Regions from separate parts of the Mus musculus genome. Here region 2 is linked to region 1. The links are chromatin contacts, called in public targeted proximity ligation maps. All regions are on one chromosome and are shown on one strand. The core of a region is the stretch at or near the end of the contact, and the rest is flanking DNA. Distances in the headings are between cores, read along the strand shown. Region 1 overlaps Lrp5 (low density lipoprotein receptor-related protein 5). Region 2 holds the start of 1810055G02Rik (RIKEN cDNA 1810055G02 gene).

Region 1 (4,829 bases), core at 1,574-4,073:
GTCAGTCCAGAAGGCTCTGGGGTGGCATTAAAACTGGGTATTTTACAATGGAGCATGGTTGCACATGTGTAACCCCAGCACTCAGGCAGTAGAAATTGGGTGATCAGAAATTTAAGCTTATCCTCAGTTACATAGTACATTTGAGGCTAGCCTGGGCTACATGGGACCTTGCCTTAAAAGGGGGTGAAGGGAAAGCAATCACAACACTGTCATTGGAGCTGGAGACAAGGCTCAGCTCACTGGTTTCTGCCGTGGTCCCAGGGCTGTGCTGCCTTTGTCCATGTGGCTGATACAGACGGATCAGCAGTGGAGGAGCGGGGTCTTCTTACGTTGCCCTGCGCTGTCAGAAGGCTTGAGAGCAGCAGGTAGATGGACGGACACACAGCAAGTCTGCTCAGTGAGCACTGTGGGAAGGTGACATCTAGACCGTGCTCATTTCAATCTTGAGGACATTGTCTGTTAGAGAAAATCTTTCTCCTTGGGTCCGTGCTCACCGAGTAGAACCGGGCGGCTGAGCAGAGTAGAGCCTGCAGGCAGAGGTCTCTGGGTGCTTTCTCCCTTTCTTCCTGAGTGCCCAATTGCAGAAGCTTTAGGTTGGTCTTGTGGAAGATGTCTGTCTCCTAGCTGCAGACCCTTAGGTGCCCATAAAGCCTGGGTAGTCCCTGTGAGGAGTTGACACATGGGACCTGCCATAGTCAGGGTTTCTATTGCTGTGATGAAACATCGTGACTAGAAAGCAGGTTGAGGAGAAAAGGGTTTATTTTTATTTGGCTTACACTTCCACATTGCTGTTCATCACCAAAGGAAGTCAGGGCAGGAACCTGGAAGCAGGAGTTGATGCAGAGGCCAGGTTGGGTGCTGTTTACTGGTTTGTTTACTGTCTTGTTTTCCGTGGCTTGCCCAGGATAACCAGCCTATAGGGGCCCCACACACAGTGGGCTGGCCCTCTCTCATCAATCACTAATTAAGAAAATACCCTAGCTAGGTGGTGGTGACTCACACTGTTAATCCCAGCACTCAGGAGGCAGAGGCAGGCAGTTCTCTGTGAGTTTGAGGCCAGCCTGGTCTACAGGGTAAGTTCCAAAAAAGCCAGACCTACACAAAGAACCCCTGTCTTGAAAAGATTCTGACTGACTGACTAAATTAATTTAAAAAAGAAAAAAATGCCTATGGCTGGATCTTATGGAGGCATTTTTTCATTTTATTCTCCTTTCAAATAACTCTAGCTTGGATCAAGTTGACATAAGACCAGCCAGTGCAGGGCCTTAACCTACATTGTTGTGTGGTCTTCACGTCTGCTGTGTTTACAGCTCTGAGCTGAGGCTGAGGAGTACATGGATCCTGCCTAGTGTTATGTAGGGAGCTGCCGAGGCAGGTAGGCCCCACACAAGCAGGTCTCCACCAGTCTTCCGGACTTCCTATGTAGCGGGGAAGATGAGGAACATTGCCTAGTGATCGCATGTTGTTCACATAGCTTTTACAGAACTGTCAGCATTGCGCACAATGCGCCAATCTTGTTTTTTTGTTTTTGTTTGTTTTAGGTTTATTTTTATATGCGTGAGTGTTTTGACTGCATCTGTGGCTTTGCATGACTGGATCCCTTGGATGTAGAGTTACATGATTGTGAGCAGTCGTGTGGGTGCTGGCAATGGAACTCAGGTTCTCTGGAAGAGCAGCTGGTGCTCTTAACCCCTGAGCAGTCTCTCCAGAAAACACTCCCCCTGTTTTTGAGACAGGATCTTATTAGTCCACCTAGACTGTCTTGACTTGTGATCCTGCCGCCTCAGCCTCTGGAGTGCAGGGGTCGTAAGTTTGAGTCCCACACCTAGTTCTCTAATGAATCAACCTAAGTGTTGTGGAGAGACAGTCCCCTCCCCCACCAGGCACCTGAGTCCTCTGGGCTGAGTTGCCCCAGGTGGTACTTTGCAAGGTTCCTTGCCTTTATTAGGCCTCAGTCTTCTCATCTGTAGCACAGGTGACTGCAAATCCACCTCCTATGGGGACTAAGGACCATTTGGCAGATAGCAGTCTAGGAAGGCGGGCAGGCATGGGATCTGTGGGGGTCAGCAAGCCAGGACCTGCCCCAGAACAGAGCCAGACTAGAGCTTCTCTCTGGATTTCTTCAGTAGGGAGTTTGGGTTATCCTTGGGTCTCTGCACAGTCCGTGTGTCCTGGTGTCCATAACAGGCACTGTGGGAAGGGCTCCTGGGTTCTTCTGCATCCTCACCAACTTCTGGACCTGCTGCCCCTGAGGCTCCAAGACAGCTAGAGTCCAGACTCACATAGAATCCTCCAGGCACGTCTGTGCCCTGATAAGCTTGGTTGAGGCCAGAAGGCCAGGGGCTAGAATTTCATCTCTACGCCCCCAGAGATGGTTTGTGTCTTTCCCTTCATTGTTTTTGCCTGTCCATTTGGCCACATGGTGGACAGAATTGTCATTGGATCCTGAGTTGGCGCCTGTCACCATTTTGGGCGGTGGCCCCTGTGCCTTGGCACCTGGGTTCCCACTTTTTTTCCAGGAGCTGTGGCTTGTTTGAAAGCAGAAACTTGCAAGTTTGGCTCAATAAACAGACTTTGGAGAGCGATGATAAGTTTCGCGGGTTTCTGACTCGTCTCTGCACTACTTAAAGGAAACAGGCGCTGGTACAAAGGTAGGCTTGTTTCTGAAATCGGTTCTCCAGTTTCCTCTCCGAGGACAGAACAATGTGATCTTTGTGGCCACACGGGAACCACTTCCCTCTCTGGCCCGCAGGGGAGGGCCTGGGCCATCCCACCTTCTCCCACCTCCGTGGAAATGCGTCAGTGCCAGCTAGCTGGCAGGTCTGACTGACTGTTGCAGGGTTGGCAGTAGTTCTCAGGGTGTGGCACCGAGGCACCACAGCCTGACTGCAGCTCCAGTCCTGGGTCCCTAAGTTCATCCTTGCTGAATTCTTAATCTGCATCGGTCTTGGGGACACAAGGACTCTGATCTCTTCCTGACCTTGAGTGTCAGTGGCTCTTTCCCGATGCTGGGGACAGTACCCAGGGCTTCATATATGTTGAGCAGACATTGCAGTTCCAAGCCTTTGCATCTAGTGCTGGTCCTCAGTGAAAGGGGAGCCCAGGCTCAGGTCACTGTGCAGATGCACCGTATGGTGGCTGCCAGGAAAATCCCGGTGTCCACAGAGTCCACGAAGCCCGGCTGCTCAGCTTAGTTTTTTGCTAAAGATGGGTGAGGGTCCCAGGCCATATGCAGGGTAAACGTGGCACAGCAGGAGCCCTGTGCCGTTCCCAGAAGTTCTGTGTAGTTTGTGCTTGCGCTGCTTTTGATACTTAGACAGTGGTCTGATGAGAACAATTCCTGGGTGTGTGTGCTTCTTACACTAGGTGTGGTTAGTGACGATTTCCTTTGTAAATAAATGCGTCCTCCTTTGGAACACCCAGAAAACAACAGATTAAACAACTGAGGCTTGTGCTGGCCGCTGCCCAGTGGCTGAGATGGAACCACCACAACCCCAGGATGAGAGATGGGGAAACTGAAGCTCAAAGAGGTAGAGAGTGGAAGCCTATTTGCATTGTAAATGGTTTCTTTGAAATTACTTTAAGGGTCTGTGTCTCTTCTACCCCTGCAGGCACCAGGTATGTGCATTGTATATTGACATACATGTAGCCTAAACACCTGCATGTGTGTTCTCACTTTCTGTCCCCTCCTCTTGCCCCTCCCCCTCTTCCTCTCCCTCTCTCCCTCTTTCCAGATCATGAAACTCGCCAAAGGGGCCCCTGGGTTCTGCTCCTTGGTGTCTGAGACACGGTTAACGTATGTGAAACGGACCTGGGGACAGGCTGCAATGTCACAATTATCCTCTTGGGGGAGTTGTCTGATGGGCTGCTCTTCCTATATATGAACCTGAGTGGCTGTCCTGTACCTGGTAGAACAAGCCAGGAGACCTTGAGAGAAAGCTGCCGCTGTCCCAAGGAAGGACTTGCCTCCGTCAGAGTGTCCAAGCACTCAGTCCCCAGGGGCTCCGAGTGCATCTCCGTTTTGGGATTGCTGTCTTACTCTTTGCCGTGGTCGTGGGCCACTTCCGGGAGCCTGGCAGGCTGAGAGCCATGGGACCAAGATGGTGTGTAATCAGAATGCTATATTTTGTCGAAAATAAGAATGTTAGTAATGGGCTGGTTTCTGGCAAGTCAAACTGGGACTCTGAAATACATATTTTTCTCTACTCTGTCCTAAACCTTCTAATTAGTGAAAACGCACATTTGCAGACATAAATCAATGTCACGATTTGTCCTGGGGATCCCTGAGCTGGTAGCATTATGTGGTTGCTAAATTGGGGCTTTGGGAGTGTGCACATGCTTGTTTGTGCATGCACATGTGCACGTGTGTGTCAGAGGGTGAAGGTTCAGGAGAAGCTGAGTTTCCCAGAGAAGTCCTGGAACCTTTCCTTTGGGCCACCTAGCACCACCCCCCCACCTCCCCCCCCCCCCCCCCACACACACATAGACTGTTAAAGTTCTTGAGTGCAGATGTCACCAAGTTAAACTGATTAACAGGGGAAATGACTTTCATGGTAAAGGACTTCCTTTCTGGAAACCTCTACTGCAGAGTGTCAGTAGCTAGGTCCAGCATTCTGCAGAGGCTGTTGGCCTGGTGCCTCCTGTTAGACAGTTGAGACCTTAGTCATGTGAAGACGAGCCAGCTTTGGTAGGTTCCATGAGTTCCTGGGGTTAGGTGCAGGGTCTACTCAGCTGGGGTCATGCAGGTTCAACGTTAGACTGTGAAGTAATGTCCCAGAGCACCCCTGGTGATTTGTCATCTATACTAGGGGAATTACTTGCCAACAGTC
Region 2 (4,829 bases), core at 1,612-4,111, 39 kb before region 1:
TGGGTCTAGAAACCACTCCCACAGACACAGGAATTAGCCACTGAAGAGAGGCAAAAAGGCTCTTGTACTGTGAATTCATCTGTCTGGCATGGTCAATGTCAAGGTCACATACAGAACTAAGCATGATGAAACTTACCTGTACTATGGGGAGGCAGAGGCAAGAGGCAAGTTCAAGGGTATCCCAGCTACAAATGAAGACTTTGGGTCCACAGAACAACATAGCAGAAGCTATACAAACCTTTACGAATTGACTCAGAAAGAACATACATGTGACCTAAAGCTTCCATTCGAGGGTTTTAGAGTGCTTGGACCTCAATGTTCTCAGCATCTACAGAAGGACCAGACATGACAGTGTGCACTGCATCCCAGTCCTTCCGAAGCAGAGGAATGAGGATGCCCAAAGGTCTAAGTCCTCATCTGCACAATGAGTTCCAAGTCGGGAGTCACAGTGAGAGTCATCTATTTCTGTCTGCCTTTTTGTGACTGGGTCTTACTGTGTAACCCTGGTTGGCTTATTACAAGCTATGTGAACCAGGTTGGCCTTGAACTCACAAAGATCTGCTTGCCTTTGCCTCCCAAGTGCTGAGATTAAAGGAATGTGTCACTCTGAGACCTTGCCAGAAAGAAGGCTCTGCAGTTAAGTGGATGCTCTTCCACAGGCCAGGCTTAGATCCCCAGCACCTACACCACAGGACTACCTACAACTCCAGGGGATCCAGCACCGCCTTCTGGCCTCTGTAGGCATTTCATGCTCATGTTGTACAATACATGGCCACAAAATACCCATACATATAAAAATATCTTGTAAAAGTGCCTTTAACTCCTGAGCCATCTCTCGAGCCACCTATCATACATTATATTTATATTATATATTACATATTTTGAGATAGGATCTCTTGACGAACCCACTGGAGCTTGCCACGTTGACTAGACTGACTGTTCAGAGTTCCCAATGCTGAGGTTACAGGCTTGCACTGTCTAATAACAGTCTGTTAACTCCACTCCCCGAGGACCCGACAACCTCTTCTGAATGGGAAGGGCACTGCACACATGTGGTGCACAGACATATATGTACATAAAAACACCCAGGGGCTGGAGAGATGGCTCAGTGGTTAAGAGCACTGACTGCTCTTCCAAAGGTCCTGAGTTCAAATCCCAGCAACCACATGGTGGCTCACAACCATCTGTAATGAGATCTGACACCCTCTTCTGGAGTGTCTGAAGGCAGCTACGGTGAACTTACATATAATAAATAAATAAATCTTTAGAACAAAACAAAACACCCATACACATTAAATAGAGGAAAGAAAACACTAACAAAAAAACCAAGTATTAACTCAGAAACTAGAACAAACAGACTGGGGTTGAGTCTCTTTTTGGGAATTGGTCCCCACAGGATCTGCAGGGAATCAGCATCAGGACACCTTCTGCCAGCTCATACAAGAAGGCCAGTATCATGTTCTCAATTCCATCGTGTCACACGGGCACACCCTTTCCACCACAGGGCAATGTCTATACACATAAGACTTTAAGTCTGCATTTCCTGAGCTGTTCCTACTAAAGTTCAGCCAGGTGACTTGTGTGAGTCCCCAAGTGACAACTAACCCTTGAGATGCTGCCCAATTCCTCTAATGTTTGTTTGACAGATTGCACTCCCAATCTTGCCTTGCCTTTAATGCCTTTATGATGTGTGGATTGCTATATACACATCACTAGACCTCAAATTGGTGAGCTTTTTCTCTGACATACACAGATTTCAATTCAAGAAGTCCAGACTCAGCAAAGACCATTAATAATCCCTATCAGCAGGGCCCCCGTCTCTACTCCACGCTAGGGAAGTTACACAATTACAGAACAGAAATTGGGAAAGCTAGTACAGGACAAACCACAGTCACCTACCTAATCCTGACACATCACCTGCTTGGACGTATTATGTACACAGACATTGCCCTGTGATCTAAAGGATGTATCCACGTGGCAGACATTAGCCCACGATCCCAGAACATTAAATATTATCTTAACTGCACCGCTTATCTCCAGGTATCTGAAAGTTCAGGTCTCACTACCAAAATGCCAAAGGTCTGTGTTCTAAACGCTTGCTAAGCCAGTATTTCTGATATTCTGCTGTCCAACAGGCGAGTCTAATTTATAAACGGAAAACCTGTATTTTAAACAGTTTGCTGGTTGACTTATTGAAATTTTAGAGCTGGTTCCTAGGGGTCGGGGTGTAAGTAATACAAGTTTTTAAGAGTTGGACTTCTAAGCTCCAGCCAGACCGTTAAGCGCACAAGCTAGCGGCCACAAGGGGAGGCAGGCAAGTAGACAAATGAGGAGGAAGGAAAAATGTGATGGATTTTCCTCATTGGTAGGTAGAAGAGTTTGGGGTGCAGGCCTCAACTATTTCCGAGACCAACACCTTCTAGGGTACAGCCTGATCCAAGACTCGCCTACTCTCGAATGTCCGTAGAGTGCTCGCAAACTGCCCAGCATCGACTGGCGATCGCCGTCAGCCCACCTCCTCCTCCTCCTCCTGCGCATCCATGCTTCTCTAAGGGCTCGGCCCATTCCTCCCTCCTCCGCCTTGAATCTCCATTCCTCACCGCCTAGCGCACCGGGTCCCCATTCATCCCTCCTCCGCCCCGCACCTCGCTGTCCATCCCCAAGCGGCTCATGGGGCCTTCACGACAGCTCCCTGGACAGCAGTGCGGGTCACTTACCCGGACGCGGCAGGCCCGTGGCCCTCACACCGCAGCGCAGCCACTTCAGCGATTCAGCCCCGCGCGGGGACGTGGACCGCAGCGAAACCCAGTTAGCTCAGCTCACTGGTGCGCGCTGGACCCCACCCGGACTGCCCCGGAAAGACGTCACGAAAGCGGGACCAATAGGCTGTCGCTGGCACGCGCGGCCGCGTGCGGTGGGCGTGGTTTGTTTAGGCCACGCCTGCTTCAGGAGCTGCCTTCCAACTTGGTCCCGCCTTGGCCACGCAGAGCTATTTGGAGCCGATCTAACGGAAGTGAGCGATCCAGGGACTTGTAGGCTATGTCTGTGTCTAGGGCTTTTCCCAGAAGCCGGGGAGAAGAGGGGTCAGATCAGGTGAGCGCAGATGTACTCGGACGATGGCTGGTCTGGACAGGGCAGCTCTAGAAGGCCTCATGAGGTACTTTATGAGGCTCTTCTGACCCGGTTCCTGATCTTTCTTCCCATCGGCTATTCAACTCCTTAAGGCGGTCCAGCCTTGTCCTTGCTCGCAGGCATGGCTTGGCTACTGAGGTTTGCTTTGCACACACTGCACCTGCCAGCTTCTGGCTAAGCATTTCACCTGAAAGGCAATACACTGATTTAATCCTGCAAGAAGATCTCGCTTTTGTTTTCAAGTCCAGAAACAGTCTCACAAAGGGCTTTGGAATTTTACACGTGGCATGACACGTGGGACGAAATGGAAAGCCTGTGAGACTTGCTTTTAATTTTAAAAGATTAGGGTTGGAGAGATGGCTCAGCAGTTAAGAGCACTGATGCTCTTGCAGATGACCCCGCTTGATTCCCAGCATCCACACGGTGGCTCACGACCATCTGAAAGAGCAGTTCCAGGAGATTCCATGCCTTAAGGCCTCCAGTGCACGTACATACATAATATGTATTGGAGTAGGCAAAATTCCCATACATAATGTTTGTATTTTATTTTTGAGTCAGGGTCTCTCTTTGTATCCCTTCTGTACTGGAACTCTGCATAGATCCAATTGTCCTTGAACTCACAGAGATCACTTGCCTCATGACTTCCTGTGCTAGGATTAAAGTCATGGGCCACTGCATCCAGCATACATAATTTTTAAAGAAAGAATTTAACGTAAAGTAGGTTTTGCAAGTCAGTAGGTGAATTCTGCTACTGAATGCCAATTTGTGTAAAACCCTTTTTAGGTCTCCTACCATGCCCATCCAAAGCGATCATCGTTGCCAGTTTTGTTTTGAGACAAGGTTTCACAGTCCAGCCCTGGCTGGTTTGGGGTTTCACAGTCCAGCCCTGGCTGGTTTGGGGTTTCACAGTCCAGCCCTGGCTGGTTTGGGGCTTGCTATGTAGATCATCCTAGCCTTGAACTCACAGAAATCTGTTTGCCTGCTGGGATTAAAAGTATGTGCCACCATGGCTGGCCTATTTCTAGTTTTATAACCTGTCTTGAGTCCTGGGATCAGAAACCAATGGACCCTGCTCTGAGCTCTATTAAGACTATATATAAGCCTTGCTGTGCTGTCATCAGCACAACCTGCTTTCCGCTGTGTGGAATTTGCCCATCAATGGCTTGCTGAAAGCAGCTGGAGGAAGGCACTGGCAGACAAGCTCCTTTTGCTTTGTGTTTATTTTAATCCCCCAAGGTGTTCCAGAAGAAGAAATACAATATCAGTGCTCAGTGAAAACACTCCTGAACCATGGAAATGGCGTGTAGTGCTGTTCACCCTTTCCTCAGATGTCAAGAGTCTCTGGTGTTCAACTCACAACTTCCTCAAATGCCAAGGTACTCATTTCTCTCCTAAGAAAAACAGATAGTAGGGTGTGGTGGTGCATGCCACTGATCCCAGCACTCAGGAGGCAGAGGCAGGAGGATCTCTGTGAGTTCCAGGCCAAGGCTACATAGTGACACCTTAAAAAACAAAATAAACCGGCATGTGGGGGTTGGGGGAGAACTGGAGAAATGGTTCAGCAGTTAAGAGCACCAGCTGCTCTACCACAGGGGCTCTCAACCATCTATAATGAGTTCTGATGCCCTCTTCTGGCATGAAGGGGTATATTCAGATAGAGTACTCATATACATAAAATAAATAAATAAATCTTTTTT

Evidence for each region.
Region 2: a targeted proximity ligation map of pancreatic cancer cells shows a contact between it and region 1. A contact is called at or near these places in 13 of 39 promoter capture datasets (3T3-L1-derived adipocytes, the HPC-7 cell line, HPC-7-derived erythroid cells and 8 more), 11 of 484 Hi-C or Micro-C datasets (CD8 T cells, the HPC-7 cell line, LSK cells and 4 more), 21 of 130 datasets of targeted methods (the 230-238 cell line, CD8 T cells, the HPC-7 cell line and 15 more) and 2 of 9 other capture datasets (adipose tissue and liver).

What each region holds. Positions count from the first base shown.
Region 1 is chr19:3,667,220-3,672,048 of GRCm38.p6, reverse strand. All of the region lies in intron 1 of Lrp5 (low density lipoprotein receptor-related protein 5), which reads left to right. Among named protein-coding and RNA genes, the nearest start is that of Gm36672, 17 kb to the left of the region's middle.
Region 2 is chr19:3,706,325-3,711,153 of GRCm38.p6, reverse strand. It overlaps 1810055G02Rik (RIKEN cDNA 1810055G02 gene), which reads right to left and starts at 2,861. Exons shown (of 4, transcript NM_028077.3): 1 at 2,718-2,861. It overlaps Gm36608 (predicted gene, 36608), which reads left to right and starts at 2,986. Exons shown (of 3, transcript NR_167751.1): 1 at 2,986-3,093; 2 at 4,369-4,508.